2 separate regions of the Mus musculus genome follow, and region 2 is linked to region 1. Evidence: chromatin contacts called from public HiCAR-type data. All regions are on one chromosome and are shown on one strand. Each heading gives the region's core, a stretch centred on a gene start, on an enhancer-like site or on the middle of the called end of the contact. The rest is flanking DNA. Distances are from core to core; before and after follow the strand shown. Region 1 overlaps Gm32828 (a long non-coding RNA gene). Region 2 has its middle 22 kb from the start of Gm32828.

The links. HiCAR-type assays count read pairs that join an accessible place to other places.
Region 2: a contact with region 1 is called in a HiCAR-type map of PVALB interneurons, with 5 times the contacts expected there. The contact joins two enhancer-like sites. A contact is called at or near these places in 18 of 484 Hi-C or Micro-C datasets (Sertoli cells, adipose-derived mesenchymal stem cells, cerebellar granule neurons and 11 more), 4 of 115 datasets of contacts at active chromatin or transcription factors (PVALB interneurons, astrocytes, differentiating embryonic stem cells and 1 more) and 1 of 9 other capture datasets (embryonic stem cells).

Annotation. Positions count from the first base shown.
Region 1 is chr12:7,542,447-7,547,161 of GRCm38.p6, forward strand. All of the region lies in intron 3 of Gm32828 (a long non-coding RNA gene), which reads right to left. Among named protein-coding and RNA genes, the nearest start is that of 1700101O22Rik, 160 kb to the left of the region's middle. Within about 2 kb of position 1,340, at least 2 of the 459 cell types and tissues checked have an H3K27ac peak or open chromatin away from gene starts, as enhancers often do. A contact at or near this core is called in PVALB interneurons, where this site is marked.
Region 2 is chr12:7,776,005-7,780,383 of GRCm38.p6, forward strand. No RefSeq gene overlaps it. Among named protein-coding and RNA genes, the nearest start is that of Gm32828, 22 kb to the left of the region's middle. Within about 2 kb of position 1,862, at least 36 of the 459 cell types and tissues checked have an H3K27ac peak or open chromatin away from gene starts, as enhancers often do. A contact at or near this core is called in PVALB interneurons, where this site is marked.

The DNA.
Region 1 (4,715 bases), core at 90-2,589:
AACGTTAGGAGCATGGGACTCCACAGCCCCCTTCATTCATTCTATGGCATTTTTATTGTAACATTTTGCTCCACTGTCTCCCGATTGATTTGCCTAGTAAACTTTGGTCCCTGGATGAATGATAAGGACCAAAGAGCAAGTTATTAAAGAACTGTGTGTCTGATTGACTAAGCTCAACAGAGCAAATGTTGAGTTGCTCCAGACACCTCCAGTGTCATTAAGAAAACAGGGTCTCACATCTGGATCCACCAGAAAATCATGCATAACTGTAGACAATGGAATTGTTCACTTCAGTATGCTAGCTAATGGAGGATTTTTAAACAGTGAGAGACCACCTGAAAAATAGTTCAGCGTGTTTTAAACTGGCTTGAAAGAAGGGATATACTTGCAAAATCAGGGGTGATAAATCGAGGTAGGCCAGAGTGTAGGAACATATGCAAGCAGGAATTATCTTGAAACTCCAGACTGGCCTGTAGTGGTACTTTTCAGGTTTTATTCTCCGGATCATTCAGGGTGGGGGTGGGAGGGAAGCCTCATGTGGCTATCTTTATGTTGCACTTCATCTGCAGAGTCTTGCTCTCCCTGTGGGATTCCACTGGATGAGATATAGCCTAAGGAGTTCACAGGGCTCTAGACTCTGGTCTTGCTAACCAGCTAAGGCAGCACTTGCTTGTGTTCTGCCGAGCCAGCTTGACAGCTTACAGTAATAGTTTATCTCCCTCCCAAGATGTGCAAAATACTTCGGTGAAGCAAGTTTGCAATGGGAAATAACCTTTTCATAACATGCATTTCCATTAGCATCATTTAGAACAACCATGTGTTGGGGCTTCAAAATATCAATTCTGGTATTTTAATATGATACGAATTTAATATAAAGGGTCCCTCTACATGGACATTTTCTAAAGTGAATATGTGTGGAGATGCAAGAATGTGTGCCTGGGGAAGGGAAATGGGTCAGTATTAGAAGTGCTTGGTACGCAGTGTGAGGACAGGAGTCTGGATCCCCAGAAGTCATGGCCATCTGTCATCCTCACGACGTGGGTCCTTAAAGACAGCTAGTGAGTCCCACAAGCAGGGCAGGATTTGGCCAGCACTGAGTAGGTTTAGCAAGAGACCCTGCCTCATAAATAAAGGGAAAGGGATTGAGGAATGCACTTATCATCAGTTTTGGACCTCCATACCTTTATGTAGAGATGTGCATCAGAATTTCATATACATTGCATTATATGTGCATCCTCCTGTATTCAATGAAAGCCGTTGTAGAGAGTTTAAGTAGACAGGTCTCAGCGGCTTTGTCCATCTCCTCCAGGAGAAAGTCAGTCTTCCATCAAGCTCTAGTCTGCCCTCTAGTGGTTATCCTTTCTCTCACTTGAAAGTCTTACCCTTTTTCTCAGTTCCTTCTGGGCTGACCTTTTCATGGACCCTCTGTAAGGACCATTTTAAAAACCGATTTTCTTCCCTGAGCTCTGCAGCTGCAGAAAGGAACAGTGCAGGATCTTTTTCAGATCCCAATATGACATCGCATTTCACTCTAGAATTTTTCACCACTCTAAATTGTCTGTTAAACTGTAGGTTTTATAGGACACCTTGAACAGCATTTTATAAGGCAATTCATAGGCACTGCTATTAAAATTAATTGAGTTATCATTAAAGGGGAAGTCTATGAAACAGAAGTCATCCTCCACATCTCTTGTTTCAAACATAGCTGATCACCTCTAGGTTTAGCATGCATTTCAAAGTCCCAGCTCACACTGGAGCTGATGCTCTGAGGCAGAACATGCTGTCTTTAGCACAGCACGCTGTATACATACCTGACGTAGCAGGATTTTTATATCCGCAGTCTGTCTTAAATCCTAACAAGAAGCACGAAAGTCCACCTACATGGGAGTTTTTCTTCTAACCTCTGTTTTCTCTTATGTTATTAAAGATAGGGCAGTATGATTTCCAGACCTTTCTAAATTATACAGTACTACACAAATTGACATATACCTCCTATACTAAGCAAATCCTGATATGCTTTCCCATGGTTACATTATTTTATCTCACAACTGATCACTCTGAGAGGTCCTTCTAGGACAGAAGGTCTCAGCTCCAGGACACCCTGAGTTGAGGATGCAGAGGGCAAGTTAGCAACATGGAGAATCTCCTGACACCCAGAAAGACAAGAGCACCTAAGGGATGCCCAGCGAGGGAAGTTGGATAGAAAGAACAAAGACCAAACATTGGCCTCGAAGGTTCTTAATAAACAAGGTACAGTTTCCAAATCTGAATTATTAGCTTCAATTGCATTTTTCTTCCTGAGTCTTCTTTGTATAATAGATTTGATTTTCTGATTATCCTTAATACTTAAAGGCAAACTGCTTCTAGAACACACATACTGGTTTAAAGACTACTCAGTGTCTCTCCACCTTCTTCACTCAGTGAATAGGGCCCCACATACCAACCTCTCTCTGGGTCCCGATCCACTAACTTATTAACTGCTCTACAGTTCAGCCAGATGGAAATGTGCAGAATTGACCATGGAGGGGCCTCAAACATTATCAGGTACTAATTAGCTTGTCTAGGTCTCTTTTGCCACAAAGATTATGGGTTATGGGGAGCCAACTCTATTGCTACAGAAATAAGCTTCCTTCCTAAGATGAATTCTCTTATCCCTTATATTAACTCCATACCCACACCCTCATTGAGGGCTACCTGCCTAGAATCTCCCCTCTTATTGAAGTTTATCACAAGGACAGCTATTGTAATCTCTTTGTGGGCTCCCCTAATGAATGTACTGGACCAAACGCCATAACATTTGCCTTGCTGATTTCTTTGAAACTCCAGCCAGTCCCATCAGGAAAAACGTGATACAGGAACTCCCCAGCTTAAAATCTCTGGTTAACTCTGGTCACAGAGAAAATGAAGCAAGTCACATAGTGTGTCAGCCATGTCCCTTGGAGATGCCTCTACATCAGAGTTACCACCTATCCTGACTCCTGAGGCCTGTCACACAGAGATCAACTGAATGGCATTGCGCCTAGAATTTGTATTTACTGTACAAAGCCACCACATGATTCTTATAGACAATGAAATTGGCAAGCCACTCCCCTAGCTGATAAGAACACTAGCACTTAAGGTATCTAAATGATTTGAAAGCACCAGTTTCAATGGAGGTATCAGAGGAAGCACCAGCGTGCCTTTTTACTAAAAGCCCCTCTTCCCAGGTGAGCTTGGTAGGAACAACCTTGAAATGCCAAGATGAAAAAGTGAAAGTGCCATTAGGCCCCATTTAGTAACTGCAGAATTACTGGGTATTTCTATTTTTTTTCAAGTCATTGAGTACAAATTATATTTTCTAACGTGTCAGCGTTTTTCTAATTCAAATTTCCAGTAGGAATCTGTGTTGCTGTGGATACTGGATAAACTCCATGCCCAGAAGCTAAAATTTTTTGGATGCAACAACACATTTACAGAATTCTCATATATTCACCAAGGGATGGAAGTGCCATTTCAAAGAATTGAATCTTGGAGCTCTCATGCAACTGAAAATTATATGAACCAATGACCTCCCTTTAAATTAAAAAGTCGTGAAGTGACTTTTCTCCTTCCACCTCAGACTTTGTTTCTAAATTCCTCACTGTCTATGTGTTTCTAACCCCCTTCCTGTCTAAGGGCACATCCTGAGCCTCAGAAAATCTGCTCTTTCCTCTAGGCTCTTTCAGCACCTGCCTTAATCTCTTTAAAGCTTATAGCACACCCGCATGAGATTGCTCTCTCTCTTTCTCTCATTCTCTCTCTCTAAAGAAAAGGAATTGTACATGTGTATACATACATATATATGCATATATGTGTGCGTGGCACATATGCAGACATATATATTTATATCCTTGGAAACAAACTGCATCTTGTTACTCCTTGCACCTTGTAAGCAGTAAATAGTCCATAACAGTAATGAGTGATATTGTGATCCTGATAGGATCCAGAATCACTGAAGAGACAAGCTTCTGGGTGCATCCTGGAGGGACTAGCCAGATTATATTCATTTTCATATGAGATTGACCCTAAATGTGGGTGAAACTGTGCCATGGCATTACTGAAACAAAAGCAGAAACTTAACTGAGTCCCAGTATCTCTCACTCCTTGCTTCCTGACTTCAGATGGTGGGCAGCTGGGTCCCCAAGCTCCTCAAATCACTGCCAGCATGAACTATACCCTTGAACCCTGAGCCCAAATAAACTCTTTCTTGATTACAGTGCTTTTGTTAGGATACCTTTTCACAGAAACAGGAGAAGAAACTGATCCAATGAGCACATGGTACACAATAGTAACAAAGATACTTATTATGGAGCATGCCGGGAGCAACAGCCATTTCTTTATACCCGGCAGTCTTTTGAGACCTGGTTTATGTATCAACTCACTTAATTTTCTCCCAACAAGACCCAGAATCAAGTATTTTTCTTTTTCTTTTTAGGGATGTTATCTGCCCACACAGAGGCCAAGTAAGCTACCCTTGATTGCATGAGAGGAAAGGGAGAGAGCCATGAAGCTGTCATTGGAACAGGGAAATCTGACTCTAATGGCTCTGATAAGAGGACATCATGTGTTGCTCCTCACACTGGACCATGCCTATGTTTAATCAACGTACGTAATACATGCATGCTAATTCACATGAACAAAAACACATCAAGTGGAGAAAATTCTTAGCTTGAGTCTTCCATGTACACTTCTACCAG
Region 2 (4,379 bases), core at 612-3,111, 230 kb after region 1:
GGGGCATATACGCTATGAACAATGGAATACGATATCCAATAGTATATGCAGTATGTCAATACGGTAGATGATATCCATCTCCAGCATCAATAGGGCATATTCCCCTTTGATGAAGGATATGGTAGCTATGCCCAAAACCATTAGGTCATATGCTATATTAATATGGTGGATGATAGCTATACCCAGAATCAGTGAGGGCAAATACTCTATCAATTTGGGATATGATAGTAATGCCAGCATCAGTGGAGCATACACCCTTAATCCATCTGGAGATACTCCAAGTCACATTAATATGTAATTTTGTTATAGGAAAAGAAAAAATTAAAGCCAATTATCTGCCTATCAGTTCATAATACCTAATTTACTACTCAAGGCTCTGAAACCTTAGATGCCCCTGACAGAGCAAGGCCTGAGTCCAGCACAGGAATGTGAATCAATCGCCAGTGAGCACCATTTCTCTTCTATTGTGGTCTGGCACAACAAAGGGCCATTGTAGCTAGAAAGCAGCTGTGGACACAAAGGGAAACATCCTTCATTGTGTCTTGCTGGCTTTCGTCCAGGACCCAGTGTAACACACAGTGTAATCTGAGGCAGCCTTCATTCAGAACTAGGGAAACTCATCTTTATAGTAAGCCTGGCAGTAGGGTAATTGGGACAAGGTCCATGGCGCCAGTCCTCCCTGTTTGTCCTCTCCACTATCCTCTGGCTTCATGGCCCATGGGAAAGGCTAGACTCACCCGGTCTTCATGATTCAAGTCATACAGTCATAGTATCTGCCATTTCCTTTTTGTTTAAGTTTTGTTTCATGGGTATGAGCATTTTGCCTGTGTGTATGTATGGGTACCACGTCCCTTGTGGCTGCAGAGGCCAGACCGGGGCATCAGAGCCCCTGAAAGTGGAATTGTAGACAGTTGTGAGATGCCGTGTGGGTGCTCAGATTCACACCCAGGTCCTCTGCAAGACCCTCTGTGCTGTGAACTGATGAGCTGTGTGACTAGCCCTGAGAGCTGAAAGGCTTTCTACACTGCCAAGCACTGTGCAAAATATCCTGGGTTACTACACTCTGCTGAAGATCCTGTGAGATGGTCACTGAGCCCTTGTATGTCCCCCAAGGCTGTACAGTGTGGGTCCCTGCAGGAGGGTAAATCAGCCATGGCTCTTTTGTTGGTCTCCACACTGTTAATCCCAGTGCTAGGGCTCCGACTCGCCATTTGTAAGTACCTGACAGGCTCGCAGTGAAAATGGAAGGAGAGCTTTGTGCAGACCTGGGATTTCTTTGCTCCAGGGAAGCATATGTGAAATCTTGACCTATGGTTTCAGATCCTGCATATGTCAGTGCTGGCCTGCATTTGCAGCGGCACCCCTGTGCTACAAGAGAGCCTCAGAGAGGTGCAAAACTCAAGTGTGCAGTATCTGGGCCACGGGGAGAATCTACCCTTGAGCTTGACAGAGAGCTCCTTTGACCTGTAGAGGTCAGTTTGACTTCCTCTGGCCCCTTGCCCTAGGAAAAGAGAGATGGTCCGTCCCTGTGGTCTAAGATCCTCACATTCGTAATGAACGTGGTGCAGACCGCTGCAGCCACAATAGCACTCAACAAAGGCATTGGTTTATGCTCACATTCACCTGAATATGCACTTCAGAGTTTGGGGAGCCAATTCCTACAAGCACTAGAGTGCTCATAAGAAAAGGGGCTTGAGTGACAAGAGCTAGTCTTCTCTGATAGCCTGTCTTCCAGTCCTGACTTAACAACTGTCTGTAACTCCAGTTTCAGGAAACTGGAAGGAGCCTTCCTACCCTTTCACAGCCACGGTCATCAAGGGCCTCAGAACAGTAAAGCTGTCCTAAGGCACTCTTCTGCCCTCTGGTGTTCATGCTGATGATAGCACTTTTATAGACAACATTGGAGAACAGTTGCTACAAGTCGAGGTGGTAAGTGTCCTAGAAAGACACAGGATGTCAGCAGACAGGGAGAACAAGAGGGAACTTGAGTCTAGCTTAGGTAGGGACTGTCTCTAGGTCGTTCCTTCTTACCTGCTTGTTCTGAATCCTGCGTGTCATCCAGCAGAGCACCCACTTGGGGCAGGAAGGATGGCATGGTACTGGCAGAAAATAAAAGGCTCTTTGAAAAATGGCTGCAGTCACAGATGCTCGCATTCCTCAGTCACAACACCGAGGAAATCTGGAGGGCTTCCTGGGATGCAGCTAGTTTCCCTTTCCAAATGTTTCCCTTCAGTACAAGTCGAGTGACGCCAGGGGGAGCCAGAGAAGTTCCCTTCTCCAGAAAGTCCTCACCTGTAGGCCATTTCAAAACCCCACTTTGGAAAACAAAACAAAGAAAGACATAAGAAAGCACCGAAGGCCCACTTTCTGGGAGCCTGCACAGTTCTTCCAGGCTCAGTAACAGATGCTCCTGACCGAGGTGGCAATGGGAAGTGGCTCGTTGCGTCTTCCATGCATCTATCTGTCTCTTCAACGTCTAGAAACCTCGCTCACTCTCCCTTGCTTTGCTCAGCACCTCTGTCCCCACAAGGGAAGATAATTTCTACTATTTTCCAGAAAGTTCACTGATTAATAAAACTCCATTTTGTTTAGAAGCCTTCTCTGGTTTTCCTGGAGTCCCTCTCCTACCTCTTCCTGGGCCACACAGATTCCCTCTTCACGGGCTCTTGATTAGCCACAGCCAGTGAGATTGGATTCAAGATTTAGTTCTTTCAGAAAGACGTATCAGTAACTCAAGTGTAGATGCCCTCGCAGATAAGTCTGTCCCCAAACTCCAGACCCTTCAACAGAGTGTATAGAACTCAAGGCACATGCTTAGTCACCTTTCTTCAATAGTGTTACCCCATCTCCCAGGCTCTCCCCAGACACGGACCACCAAAACCAGGATCACCAGAACTGAACCTCCCACCATGTGCCCTGCACAGAACCAGAGTGTGAATGTTCCTAGTAAAGGAAACCACATGCCCCCCATCTCTGGGCAGCTAGTCCACCGTAAGCTATTAAATAGCCATTGTACAAGGATGTGGGGGAGGTGGAGAAAGAGAAGAGCAGGTGCTCAAGACAGACTCAGACCCTGCTACACAATAAAGTCACAAACCCTTGGAAACAATAGCCCTCACCATAGATCCACACCCAACTGCCCTTGCTTTGTCCTCCCAATCTCGACATCTTCTCCCAAGTCCCTGATAATATATTGCCTCACATCTGAAGCTAATGAACCTAGGGATGGCATTCTGGAAGAGCGATTGCCTAGAGGGAATTAGGGGGTCCAAGTGGTCGAAAGATGCTCCTTTGAGTCACTCAATGATGTTGGAAGGTCCCTAAATTGGCAACCAAGCAAAGCTTAGGCTCTTGCGTATGCCAGGCTTCCGCCTGTTGGTTCAATCGGCAGATATTCTAATGAGTAGCTTGAGCCATAATCTCTATCTCCATGAAGTACCTACTTTGAATGGGGGTAGCAAGACTCACATTGAAGAATTAAGTCAAGAATGCCATATTGTTGTGGACAGACACACAAGAAACAAGTATTCACAGGTACTCCCATGACGAAAAAACATCACCTGTGCAAAGGCTTCAGAGACTCCTAAGTGAGACAAATATCCATTTACATAGAGAAAAGAACTGGGAAATTGTAAATGTACAATACTGCAAATGTATGGGGACAGTGATAAGATCTGCAAACCATAAGTTTAAAGCAATGGCAGATTGGGCCATTCAATCCTCCTATATGAAACAACGCTGTCTACTTAGGCTTGATATTAGTTTAAAATAAAATAAAACCATTTCCTGCTTGATTACAGATAGAATCGGAGCAGGATTTCCAGTGTGACCCACAGTAGTGTTTAAAATAGTGGAAAAGAGCAGAGAAGGCATTGCATAAAATAAATGTTTCCGATCTCAGTCCAGTTACTGCTGAATGCAGCAGCCGATTGGAAAGGTAGGGTCGCCCCTGGCATTCTCAGTCATAAGAAATTTAATGATGGATGAAAATTGATAGAATCAAGATGCTCTGATAGGAGTAAAAAGCTTCAATATCTCGGAAAATTGGGATCCTCATAACAGGTTTTACACTGGCTGGATTATAGCTAAATAGGATTTTAAGTCTATTGTAAATGAAAGGAAATCTAATTTAACTGGGCCACATCATTTTTACTAAGATGCGATAAATGCTAATTTCCTTCCTCAGGCCAGTGGCTTGGCTCCTGGTAGCTGTTTGCGGGGTGCTCAAGTCTGACGGATCTCAAATTGGCCTTCTACAGTCCTAAGGCCAAGCAGGAATCCACATTTTTGGGATGAAGACAATGAAAAGAAACAATCAAAGACTTCCATCGTGTGTCCCTGGATCTTATCACTTTAGGCCCAGGACCATTTGGCCAAGG